Linked DNA regions of Sus scrofa: regions 2 and 3 are each linked to region 1. The links are chromatin contacts, called in public Hi-C and HiChIP or PLAC-seq maps. All regions are on one chromosome and are shown on one strand. The core of a region is the stretch at or near the end of the contact, and the rest is flanking DNA. Distances in the headings are between cores, read along the strand shown.

What was found. Hi-C and Micro-C count contacts between places; a contact is called where the count stands out from the background. HiChIP or PLAC-seq counts read pairs in DNA pulled down with a chosen protein or histone mark.
Region 2: an H3K27ac HiChIP or PLAC-seq map of alveolar macrophages shows a contact between it and region 1. The contact joins the promoter of CSF3R here to the promoter of CDCA8 in region 1. A contact is called at or near these places in 1 of 5 promoter capture datasets (fetal skeletal muscle) and 1 of 2 datasets of contacts at active chromatin or transcription factors (alveolar macrophages).
Region 3: a contact with region 1 is called in a Hi-C map of embryonic fibroblasts, with 2.3 times the contacts expected there. The contact joins the promoter of OSCP1 here to the promoter of CDCA8 in region 1. A contact is called at or near these places in 2 of 47 Hi-C or Micro-C datasets (embryonic fibroblasts and heart right ventricle).

Annotation. Positions count from the first base shown.
Region 1 is chr6:93,748,500-93,752,451 of Sscrofa11.1, reverse strand. It overlaps CDCA8 (borealin), which reads right to left and starts at 1,758. Exons shown (of 11, transcript XM_021095971.1): 1 at 1,608-1,758; 2 at 1,334-1,446; 3 at 1,067-1,195. The coding sequence starts at 1,430. It overlaps C6H1orf109, which reads left to right and starts at 1,856. Exons shown (of 5, transcript XM_021095972.1): 1 at 1,856-2,155; 2 at 2,331-2,608. The coding sequence starts at 2,334.
Region 2 is chr6:92,563,906-92,567,696 of Sscrofa11.1, reverse strand. CSF3R (granulocyte colony-stimulating factor receptor) reads left to right here and starts at 1,900. Exons shown (of 17, transcript XM_021095950.1): 1 at 1,900-2,283; 2 at 3,504-3,558. All of the region lies in intron 1 of LOC102167570 (a long non-coding RNA gene), which reads right to left.
Region 3 is chr6:92,536,087-92,539,686 of Sscrofa11.1, reverse strand. OSCP1 (protein OSCP1) reads left to right here and starts at 2,161. Exons shown (of 11, transcript XM_021095954.1): 1 at 2,161-2,390. The coding sequence starts at 2,279.

The DNA.
Region 1 (3,952 bases), core at 509-3,008:
CTCAATGAATATTTGTAGCAATGCACAGATAGATTAATAAATAAAAGGGCAAGTCAAAAGGATCATTAAATGTCTACTATGTGAGCAGAACATGCATTTCTCTTCAGGAAGGAGGTTGCATACTGAACGATCAACAATAAGAAAAATAGCACAAGTAAGGGTAAGCCGTCAGAAATGACAGCCTCTTGCATTTCCTTGGACATTTAACAAGGGGGTGGGGAACAGGCTGGGATTTTTCTCTGGCCAGGAAAACTCTTGTGTGCTTGCACTTCACCATTTGATTTGCCCATTTGATTTATTCATTTATTTTGTTGCCTCTTTTAGGGCTGCACCCATGGCATATGGAAGTTCCCAGGCTAGAAATCGATTTGGAGCTGCAGCTGCTGGCCTACGCCACAGCCATAGCCATGCAGGATCTGAGTCCTGTCTTCAACCTACACCACAGCTCATGGCAACACCAATCCTTAACCCACTGAGTGGGGCCAGGGATCCAAACTGCATCCTCATGGATACTAGTCAGATTCGTTACCACTGAGCCACAGTGGGAACTCCCTGATCTGCCCATTTTAAAACTGGCAATTTCCATAAGCAGAAGGACCTGCTTGGGGTTATCCTTCCACCTGAGCTCTGGTAACAGACCAAGTTATTCATTTGTTTGTTTTTAAATGGTTGGATCAAAAAAAAAAAATCTTATAATGTGAATCCACATTTTAGTATGTCCATAAATACATGTTTATTGGAATACAGCTGTGCCCATTCATTACAGCTGTTTCGGAACTATCACAGCAGAGATGAGTAGTTTTCAATGAGAACCATTTGGCCCATAAAGCCTAAAATATTTACTACCCGATTCTGTAGAGAAAATGTTTGTTTGCCTACCTGCACAAGTAGATGAGGTTAAAAGCAAAGGAGAAAAATAAAGCAAGGCAGTGAGACAGAGTGGGGATGGGTAAGGTTGCAGTTTCCTACAGGGATCTTGGACGACTTCAGGATGAAGATGAAGGCTGTCATTGGAACCACAGAAGGGCTCCAGGTCGAGGCCTGGGGAAACTCTAGCAGCTCTTACCGAAGTACTCGAGCCAGTTCATCTCGCGCAGTGCCTTGGGGAGTCGCAGGATCTCGATGTTGTACAGGTTATCCATCTCCTTGAGGAGGTTCTGCCTGTCTGACTGAATTTGCTTGGATCGTATTTGCACTGCAAGAGGGCAGAGCGGACAAGACGTGGGTCACCAGTGGGCAAACGGGGCCTGGAATCCGTGCGGCCTGCGCCCCAACCCGCCAGCACCCCGCGATTGTCCCAGATGCCAGCGACCTCCCGGGCTCCGCCCCTTACCTTCACGGTCGAAGTCTTTAAGAAAGGAAGCGAGCTTTCGGCTCCGTAGCGAGTTGTTCTTGGCCACCCGACTGCCGCCTTTCCTAGCCGGAGCCATGGCACTTCGCTGGAGACTGCGGGGAGAGAGGGGCCAAGCCAAAGGGTGTCAGCGGCGGAGAAAGGGAGGGAAAGGGGGCCGCGAAGGAGCAGGAGAGGGCGGAGGACACCCCAGGGGGGTTGGAAGGGGACCCCTGCCCTTCCCGGCATGAGCATAAACGATTCGCGAGGCACTCACCTGTGGGCCCCGGTAATAGGGGCTGAGAAAACCCTGGCTGCTTCAGCTGAGAGGGAGCGGCTCCGGGACTAACCGGACGTGCGACCGCCGCCACCAAATTCAAACTGCCACAAGCTGACCAATGAGAAGCCGCCGTCTTAGAGGGTCCCACAACAGCCAATCGCAGGGACGCTCTGCGATCGGCCAGTCAATTCACACGCAGGACTACAGCACCCAGAAGTCATTGCAGTTTGACGGCATATTTTCGCGACTCTGTAGCCACGTTGGGGCATGCGCAAAGAGAGTCCCTAAGGCTCTTGAGGGCCTAGAGAGGTCCTCAGACTTTAACTGCCTTAGCTTTAACTTTTGCCGCTGGTTTAGGGAAGGCGAGCCGTAACTTCATGGAGAGGAGACAAGGTTCGGGTTCAGGAAACTCGAGACGGCCCGGGAAACCCACAGTCTGAAACAGAAAACTACCCGAAGCCGGATGAGCCTCCTGCGAGGAATAGTCAAGAAATCTTTCCCGAGGTGGGAAATAAGGGTCCTGCCTTCCGAGAGCCTGTGTAAAGGTAAGACAACCCCTCACTCTAGAAACTCCCGTCGGGAGGGATAGACAGCTACCTGAGGAAACCCTGGGTTAGCTGGACCTCACTTGAGAACGGAAATAACTCCTACCGACTTGGTACTTCCCCTACCGACTTGGGACTCTAGGGCTGTGTCTTTTTTTTTTTTTTCCTCCCACAGAAGATGACTCAAGTTGGGCCTTTGCTTGCCGTGCAGGAGGCCCTAAGGAAGTGCTTTCTCGTGGTGGAGGAGCAGCAAGGCCTGTGGCAGAGCGTTCTTAAGGACTGCCCGCCGCTCCTGGCCTCCCTCAGTAACCTGGCAGAGCAGCTGCAGGCCGCACAAAATCTGCGATTTGAAGATGTGCCGGCACTTCGGGCCTTCCCAGACTTACAGGAGCGGCTGAGACGCAAGCAGCTGGCGGCTGGTGACATTGTCCTGGACAAGCTAGAGGAGAGGCTGTAAGAGGTTTAGTGGCTCTGTTCTTGGTGGAAAGATTTTAAAGCTAGGTGTTTAGAAAACTAGGATCAGTTAGAAGGATGTTTTTCTCCTTACTTGAGAGCTTTGTATTTGGGGATGTGTCAACCTTACGTGCTTTTCATCTGTTGCAATGGGACCTCTGTCAAAAAGCCACTTTCTGACATTTCTTTTGTCAGGCTAGGGGTGGCAATGGTGGACTTCGTAAAAGTTACCAAAGCAGAACAGAAAAACAGTGGAGAAAGCTTATTAGCCCTCCTCTGTAAGTTTTTCTTTGGTAAAAAGCAGCAAAGAGCTGTACTATAAACTTAGTGGGTGCCAGAGCTGAGGGTTTTACGTCCATTATCCGTAAAATCTTTTCTGCACCTCTATGACTTAACCTCACTTAATCTCATTTTTCCGGTGAGGCAGCTGAGGCCCAAGCAGATTGCCTGTGGTCCTGCAATTAGTAAATGGTAAAGCTGGGATTCTCATCCAAGTGTATCTGACACCAAGGCCGGAGCTCTTAACCACTACTTTGTTCTGCTGTACATTGGTGTGTCTGTGCCAGGAGTGGTACCCCTCTAAGCTCTCGTTATGCCTAGTGTTAGACTCTCTGGCTTCGAGTTATAGGTAATTGAGGATAGAGGAGAGACAGGGAACTTATGGCCTTTCCTTGACCAGGACAAAAGAAGGTTCTAGTGTATAGAGTCTGTGCTGTTAACTAATAGGAGACTGTCAAAGATGAGTGCCTTCTTGGTATTCATTTGTTTAAAAAAAATTTTATTAACAGCCTATAGGAGAGTTCCTGTTGTGACTCAGTGGATTAAGGACCCAGTGTTGTCTCTGTGAGGATGTGAGTTCAATCCCTGGCCTCACTCGGGGGGTTAAGGATCCAGCATTGCTGTAAGATGCAGTGTCGGTCACAGATGCAGCTGGTGTTGCCATGGCTTTGGCATAGGCCTCAGCTGCAGCTTTGATTTGACCTCCGGCCCAGGAACTTCCACATGCCACAGGTGCGGCTGTAAAGAGAGAGAAAAAAAAAAAAAAAAAGTAAAGAAAAGAAACCTATGGGGAGTTCCCGTCGTGGCGCAGTGGTTAATGAATCCGACTAGGAACCATGGGGTTGCGGGTTCAGTCCCTGCCCTTGCTCAGTGGGTTAATGATCCGGCGTTGCCGTGAGCTGTGGTATAGGTTGCAGACGGCTCGGATCCGGCGTTGCTGTGGCTCTGGCGTAGGCTGGTGGCTACGGCTCCGATTAGACCCCTAGCCTGGGAATCTCCATATGCCGCGGAAGTGGCCCAAGAAATAGAAAAAAAAAAAAAAAAAGAAAGAAACCTATGGGATGC
Region 2 (3,791 bases), core at 651-3,150, 1.2 Mb after region 1:
CTCAAATCTGGTGTTGCTGTGGCTGTGGTGTAGGCTGGCAGCTCCGATTCGACCCCTAGCCTGGGAACCTTCACATGCTGAGGGTGCAGCCTTAAAAAGCAAAAAAAAAAAAAAAAAAAAAAAAAAAAAAAAAATATATATATATATATATATATATATATACATATATATATGTCTTGAGGGCTCGATAGGGGACAGAGAGTGTTGAAGACACTGGAAATAAAGTTTTAAACAAAACAGACTAAAACCCTCACCCTCATGGAGCTTCCATTCAAAGTGGGAGGTGGGGCCAGGGACAGCCAGTGTCCCACAGCGAAAAGGGTTATGGGGGAAAGAGAGCTGGGTAGAGGGTGGTTGCAATTTTTTTTTAAGGGTGGCCAGAGAAGGCCTCAATGAGAAAGCAACATCTGGGCAAAAACCTCAAGAAGGGGAGGGAGTGAACCATGCAGTTATTTGGGGGAAAAGAGTGCAAGCAGAGGAAATGGCAAGTGCAAAGGCCCTGAGGCAGGAGGGGGCCTTACAAGTCCAAGAAATAATGAGGGAAACAGATGGCTGGAGCCAAGCAGCAAGGGGGAGGGAGGCCAGGAAGGGAATGGGGCTTGAGTGGGGCTTTGTAGGTCACTGAAAGGGCTTCAACTTTGACTCTGAGTGAGATGAGAGCCACGGGGAGTTTAGGGCAGATGATGACATGAACTGGTTTCTGTCTGATCAATATCCCACTGGCCGTTGGAGGAACGATAGACAGGATGAGGATAACAAAAGTGGGAGACCAGGGAGGGGGCCATTCCAATGATCCGGGTAAGAGAAAGGATGGCTTAGGGCTGGCGGGTAAACAGGGTTACATGATATTTCTATTCTCCAACTTTTCATCGGGAAAATACTCAAACAAATGGCCAAGCTGAACTTTACAGCGACTACCTGTCCACCCAGGATTCCAGTTCTATTTTGAAAAGCAGAGTCAATGTGATTTGCTGAGCAAGGCCTGTGGGACACCTGAGGGATGTTGCTGCACCCAGTTGGCTATTTCGAACTGGAACCAGAACTGGAGCCCAGGTCTGCCCCATCACAACAAACTCAGAAGCCCGCTTTTTCTGAAAAGGATCATATGTTATGGACACTCTGCTAGTCTGTTGGTACCTAACCTTTCTTGGGTCATAAATCCAATAAACGGTGAACAGCCTGAAGCCTCTTCAGAAAAAAAAAAAGCACAGATTATTTGTAAACAATGGCAGGGGAATCGTGGACACAGACCATGAAAGACATAAAAGGGAGTCCATTTCACTCAATGAGAACATATTCAGTTTAGCAGAATCACCAGGAATAAACATTACTCATTTCCAGGGAGCTTACGAAGATCGGAGCCTCACAGGGGACCCCCTGCCTTGTCCTGAGTCTGCATTTCTGTCTGCCTGGCCTTTGGGCAACGGTGGGGATCACGTAGGGAAGTGGGGATATGGAAGAAGGTCTGCCCTACAAAATTCCCTGTAACCTGGAGGCCACGCCCCTGCATATTGGAAGGATCAGGGCCCCAAGGCCAGTGCCAAAAAGAGGCTTAGGGAGTTCCCACGGTGGCTCAGTGGTAACGAACCCGACTAGTACCCAGAAGGATGCAGGTTCAATCCCTGGTCCCACTCAGTGGGTTAAGGATCCAGTGTTGCTGTGAGCTGTGGTGGAGGTCACAGACATGACTCAGATCCCATGTCGTTGTGGCTGTGGTGTAGGCTGGGAGCTGTAGCTCTAATTCAACTCCCAGCCTGGGAACTTCCACATGCTGCAGGTGCGGCCCTAAAAAGCGGGAAAAAAAAAAAAAAGAGGCTTAGGACTGAGGGAGCCTTCAAGCCAGGGTGTGTCTCCAAGAGATGCCACCCTAGAATGGGGGTCATGGGGATGGCACCCAGCCGGGTCAGACCCTGGGCCCTGCTGGCCTCAAAGCTTTGAGGTCAGGAAATCCGGAGGCAGAGGAGGGGGACCACGTTGCCACATCCCTCAGCCCCTTTGAGACCCCCAAGGCAGGAAGGCTACCCGGGCCTCACCAGCTTCCCTCCCAGGCTCCTTCCTGGGAGGAAGGGGCTGCCCGCGCCAGCATCGACAATGCAAGGGAGGGAAGGAGGCTGGGCAGGTGTTGCAATCCACAGCCCCTGAGCCTGTCAGAGGCCGAGCTATTAACGACAGGGCTGGGGAGAGAAGTGGTGCTGCGGCTGTTTTCAGGAACTTGCCTTGAAGAGGAGAGCAGAGACCAGCGAGGCCAGGCAGGCGCCCAGCCGGCCAGCCGCAGGCTCCAGCGTGAGTAGGGGAACCCCGGGGAGGGCTGGATCTTGGGTTTGATGGGGCCCTGGAGTCCCAGGTCCACTCCCCCAGCTTTACCAAGTGCAGGGATGCAGGGGGCCTAGGCCTGGGACCAGAGCTCCTGCTTTGGGGTTTGTCTCTCTGACCCAGGAGCCCTGGACACTGAGTCTCTTTTCCCAGGGAGCCTCTACTCTGTGTGGGGAGGGTGGTGGTGGGGTGTTGGGGAAGTCACAAACTGACAAATACCTTTTGGGGGACCCTGAGCTGGGCTCAAGGAAGGGCTGGACTCTGGACGGAGCATAACCACCATCCCTCTTGAAACTCCGCTCTCAGAACCTGTGTCTTAAGCCATCTCTCTCCATCCCTGTCAATTTCACTCTCCGTCCCTCTTTCCTTCCCAGCCCCTCCATGGCTTGTCGTGGCTCCCAGCGTCTCATGTCTGTCTCAGAGTCTCTCTGGGCCTCTCTTTGTGTTTCTCACAGTTCCCTTTGTCTCTTAGACCTTAAACTCCCTTGAGTATCTCTTGCTCCTCGGCCCCCAAGTGCCTCAGTCTCTGTGTATCTTGTGTCTCAGGCTCTTTCCTCTCTGCTGCCTCCGTCTTCATCTCCGAGAGTCCCTCTCCATCCTTTCAATCTGCGTATCCCACTTAACTTTTTACTGCCTGTCTCTCTCCCTGTGAACTACATCTGGAAGTCCTCCCTTTGTTCATTCCCGGCCCCCTCCTCCCACTAGCCCTCTTCACAGAGAAAGAATCTCCATGAAAAGGGGTGTAGAAAGAACAGGGGAGGGGGGGTGTGCCCTGGAGAGGGGGAGGGGAGGAAAGCAGAAGGGAGGAGGCGGTGATGCAGTGACCCCAGGGGACAGCAAGGTGGGCTGGGACTCAGAAAGAGTCCAGAGAGTGAGCGGAGACGGCTGGAGCCAAAGGAGAGACAGGGGTGCCAAGGAGCAGGGGACCCTGAAACAGGGCTCCGAAATGGGCAGTGTGACACAGTCAAAAGCAAGGTGGCAGTCCTAGGAGGCTGTAAGCTGGGGAGAGAGGCATTAAACCATGCCGATTCCACCAGGTGGGGTCCTGCTTTATGGTGCATGAAAATAACATGGTTACTGAGTGCTTCCTCTGCGCAAGCTCTGTGTTAAGTGCTTTTATCACGGACCATCTCATTTCACCCTCACTACAACGCAGAGAAGTCGGTGCTATTGCTATCCCTCTTTCACAGATGGGCACACTGAGGCTCAGAAAGGCGAAGTAACTTGTTCAAGACCACCAAGCTGGTAAGTGGTGGGGCCGGGGTTCAGACCAGGCGGTCTGTCTCAAAGCTGGGCCCCCAGAGACCGAGACCATGCTCCATGCGATCCCAGATCCCACTTAGCTGGAGGTGGGGGGCACCCAGGGGTGCTGTGGGGGCCAGGGACTGATGCCAACCGTGCCAAACCCAGGCAACCCGGGGGGGAGGACGCCTGGGCCCATTCTGGACAAGAGCCAATAGAGAGAGGGAGGAAATGTA
Region 3 (3,600 bases), core at 912-3,411, 1.2 Mb after region 1:
CAATTCAACCCCTAGCCTGGGAACCTCCATATGCTGCGGGTGTGCCCCCCCTCCAAAAAAAAGAATACATTTGCACGATCACGGAACAGGCCCTACAGGAAACGCATTGTTTGAAGTGCTATCTTGCGCACATTAACTCATCTAATCTTTGAAGTGATCTTTACCCACCACCCTGCCTCCCGTGTTGGCATAATTCTCATTTTACCATGAGAGAACTGAGGCTCAGAGGTTAAGCAGTTTATCCAAATTCACACAGCTGGTTAGAGGCAGGCAAGGAATCAAACCCACATCTGTCTTGACTCCACAGCCTATGTTGTGTTTATTATATCACACTGCCTCAGGCAAAAAGTCCAAGACACTCTGGGAAGAGTCTATGCTGCAGGAAACTCAAATTCTTTTGGCAGCCAGGCAGATAGCATGAAGGCCAGGTGTGAGATCATGATGCTAAGCTGCTTGTTACCTTCCCATCCTAGTTATATTCCCTTATAACACAGTGGACAGGCCAAGGCAAGGGCAAATGAAAGCCTTAGGCTGCTAGCTGTCAATTACTGTATAGTATCCAATGCTGAAATGTCAGTTAAGGTCCAAAAAGCCTTTAGGGTGAAGCAGTTTCAGTGAAGTGGAGAGAGCTGCATCGAGTTACAGTGAGTAGGGGAATGAGGATGTTAGGGAAATCCAGGTTGTGTGTGTAGACTCCTCTTTTTAAAACTCAGAAAAGGAAGGAAAACAGACCCCAGAAGGTGCAGGAAGGACTTGAGCACGGTATGCCTTAGGCAAGACTTTCCAGCGGTGGGTATGGTTAGGAGGAAGAGGGGATGACTGATGAGCTGAGTTCAGCTGGACTGGGGGCATTTGGGGAGGGCAGAAGATGTCTCTAGAAAGGCAGAGCCAAAGTGGACAGACTTGAATGCCTTACAATGGCATTTTGCCAGTGATCTGCCTAACATACTGAAAGGATTTATCATACTGAAAGTTCAGAAATTTGGCCAGCCAGGCCTGTGGAGAAGAAAAAAGAGCAGTCAATAATGGCGTTTATATGGTGAAATATAGTAATGCAGACAGAGAGAAATGCAGTGATAAATGTGAGAATTTCGTGGGAGAGGAGGAAGTTGGAAGCCAAGGCTCAGGTTTCACGCCTGAGTGTCAGGAGGGGAGGGTGGTTAGGTCTTAGAAGTATTGAAATTTACAGAAATGGTTGCTCACCAAACTAAAAAATGGTGATGAGGGAGTTCCCCTCGTGGAGCAGCAGAAACAAATCTGACTAGGAACCATGAGGTTGCGGTTCAATCCCTGGCCTCGCTCAGTGGGTTGAGGATCCGGTGTTCCCGTGGAGTTGCTGTGGCTGTGGCGTAGGCTGGCAGCTACAGCACATATTGGACCCCTATCCTGGGAGCCACCACATGCCGCGGGTGCGGCCCTTAAAAAATAAAAATAAAAAAAAGAAAATGGTGAGGAGAAGGTGATCCCGGCGCTCAGGATGGGGGTGAAGTATGTGGTCACTGCCCTCAAAGCAGAGAAGTGGGGTGGCAGGCCTGCCTAATAGTGTGAGGGGACTTTGGAGAGCCCCCAGCCCTCCGGAGCGAGGCAGACTTGTACAGGCCTGGTTTGCTTCACGAGGAGGGGCTTCACTCTAAGTAACTTTTAGGGAGGAAATGCAAATAATTCGAGGACTTGTGGCCCTTCCCCCACCTAAAGGAAAAGTCAGTCACTATTTTATGGAGTACTTTCGTGGCATTTGGCATGATCTCACTGATTCTTCCACCCTGGGAGGTCTGTCCCCTCCATGTGCCCTATGACTGAAGCCCAGGTTCAAAATACCTACCCCAAGTCACACAGCTAGGAAACTGCAGAGCTGGATTCAAACTCAAGTCTGTCTACCCGGAGTCTGCTCTAAAGGAGTTTTTGGTAGGTTTTCCTCGTTCAGGATCATGTGCCCACGTGGCCCCGCAGGGTGAGGGTGGCCGCGTGAAAAGAGCCGGGCCGCCAGCCTAGCCGCGTCCCTGCCCATCCCGGGCAAAAAACAAACCTTGCGTTCCCAGACCGAGTCCCACAGCGCCCGCACCTCCTGCCCCGACCAATCCACCCTGTACGTCTCCGCCGCTCCGCCCAATACGCGCTCGCCCCCTGGCGCCTCCCAACAAGAGGCCTGATGATTGGTCTTCTTTGCCACCAACCGCGTTGCCTAGCAACCAGGCTTCGGGGACGCAGCTACGCGGCCTCCAGGCCTCTGGCTTCCGAACCTCTGGGCTCTGTACCAGCCGCGCTCGCTTTCCGCACCATGTCCTTGCGGACGCTACCGCTGCTCTTCTTGAACTTGGGCGGGGAGATGCTTTACATCCTGGACCATAGGCTGCGGGCCCAGAACATCCCGGGAGACAAGGCCCGGAAAGGTGAGAGGCGCCCCGCCGGCACAGCCACCCCACGCCCCGCAGCCCGGCCCCTCAAAGCCTCCCTGGCCCCCGCAGCCAGACCTCCGCAGCCAGGCCCCTTTACAGACTGACCAACACCCCTGCAAGCAGCCAGGGACCTCTTTCACAACCCACAGCCCCATCCAGGCGGAGCCCCCGAGGAGCAAAGTCCCCAAAAGATCGTTTCACCACAGAGAAAGGTAATACCCCCATTTGATATTATTAGGGTACCTGGACCCCCATTTACCCATCCCCTCAAATTGGAGATGCTTTCACAATCTCTCTTGACAACCGACCTCTCCCGAATGTGGGAGTCCCAGCGGCCCTCCACCTGGCGACACACTCTGCTAGTCAAGGCATCCTCTGTCCCCCGAGGGAACCTTCTGTGTCTCCATTCCCCTGTGTGGTATCCTCCTTCATAAACTGGAAGCCAGTCTTGCTAAGTTCAGAAGCTATTTCTAGAAAGGTGAGGTTCTGAAATAACATAGAGAAATAAAATATAAGAAAGTTATAGGTCTTTCTTTTCCCTTCACAACTGTTTGAAGAGAATGCAGTTGTGGAAATAATGATAGAAGAGTTTCTAAAATGCAAAATCTCTCGCCTGTAAACACCACATCTAATCCCTGGCGAAAGGGCCACCCACAACTCTCTGCCACCCTCTTTCTCTCCCTCTTTCCCCGCCTTCTCAACCAACAACTGCTTTCCCCAAGTGTCTGGGATTAAGTATGAAGGAGGTATATTTCAAGGTAGAGGAAGAAAGGTTGACGTGAAGTTAACTGTCATGACTGCTAATTAAAACATTTATTCTCCCCAACAGTCTGTGTATGCTCAATTGATGTTAAACATAACATATTCATAGGATAAGCATACATATTCAGATATTCACTATTGTATCTGTGCAGTGGAGTCCAAGTCCATGCATAAAGAGATAAAAGGAACTCCCAGTAGCATACCCCCTTCATTCATTCTGTATACTGCTGCCAGTGAGCTTTCTAAAATGCAAATCTGTCCTTACTCCCTGCCCCTTGAAACTCCTTGTCAGCTCTCCACTGCTGTCGGAATGGAGGCCAAGTCCTTGGCAGGCCATCTCAGGGCCCTTCCTAATCTGACCTCTGTCCGCCTCTGCTGTCCCACTTTCCACCACTGCCTGCCTCCTACTGTGTATCTTAACACCAAACTGCTTGTGGGTCTC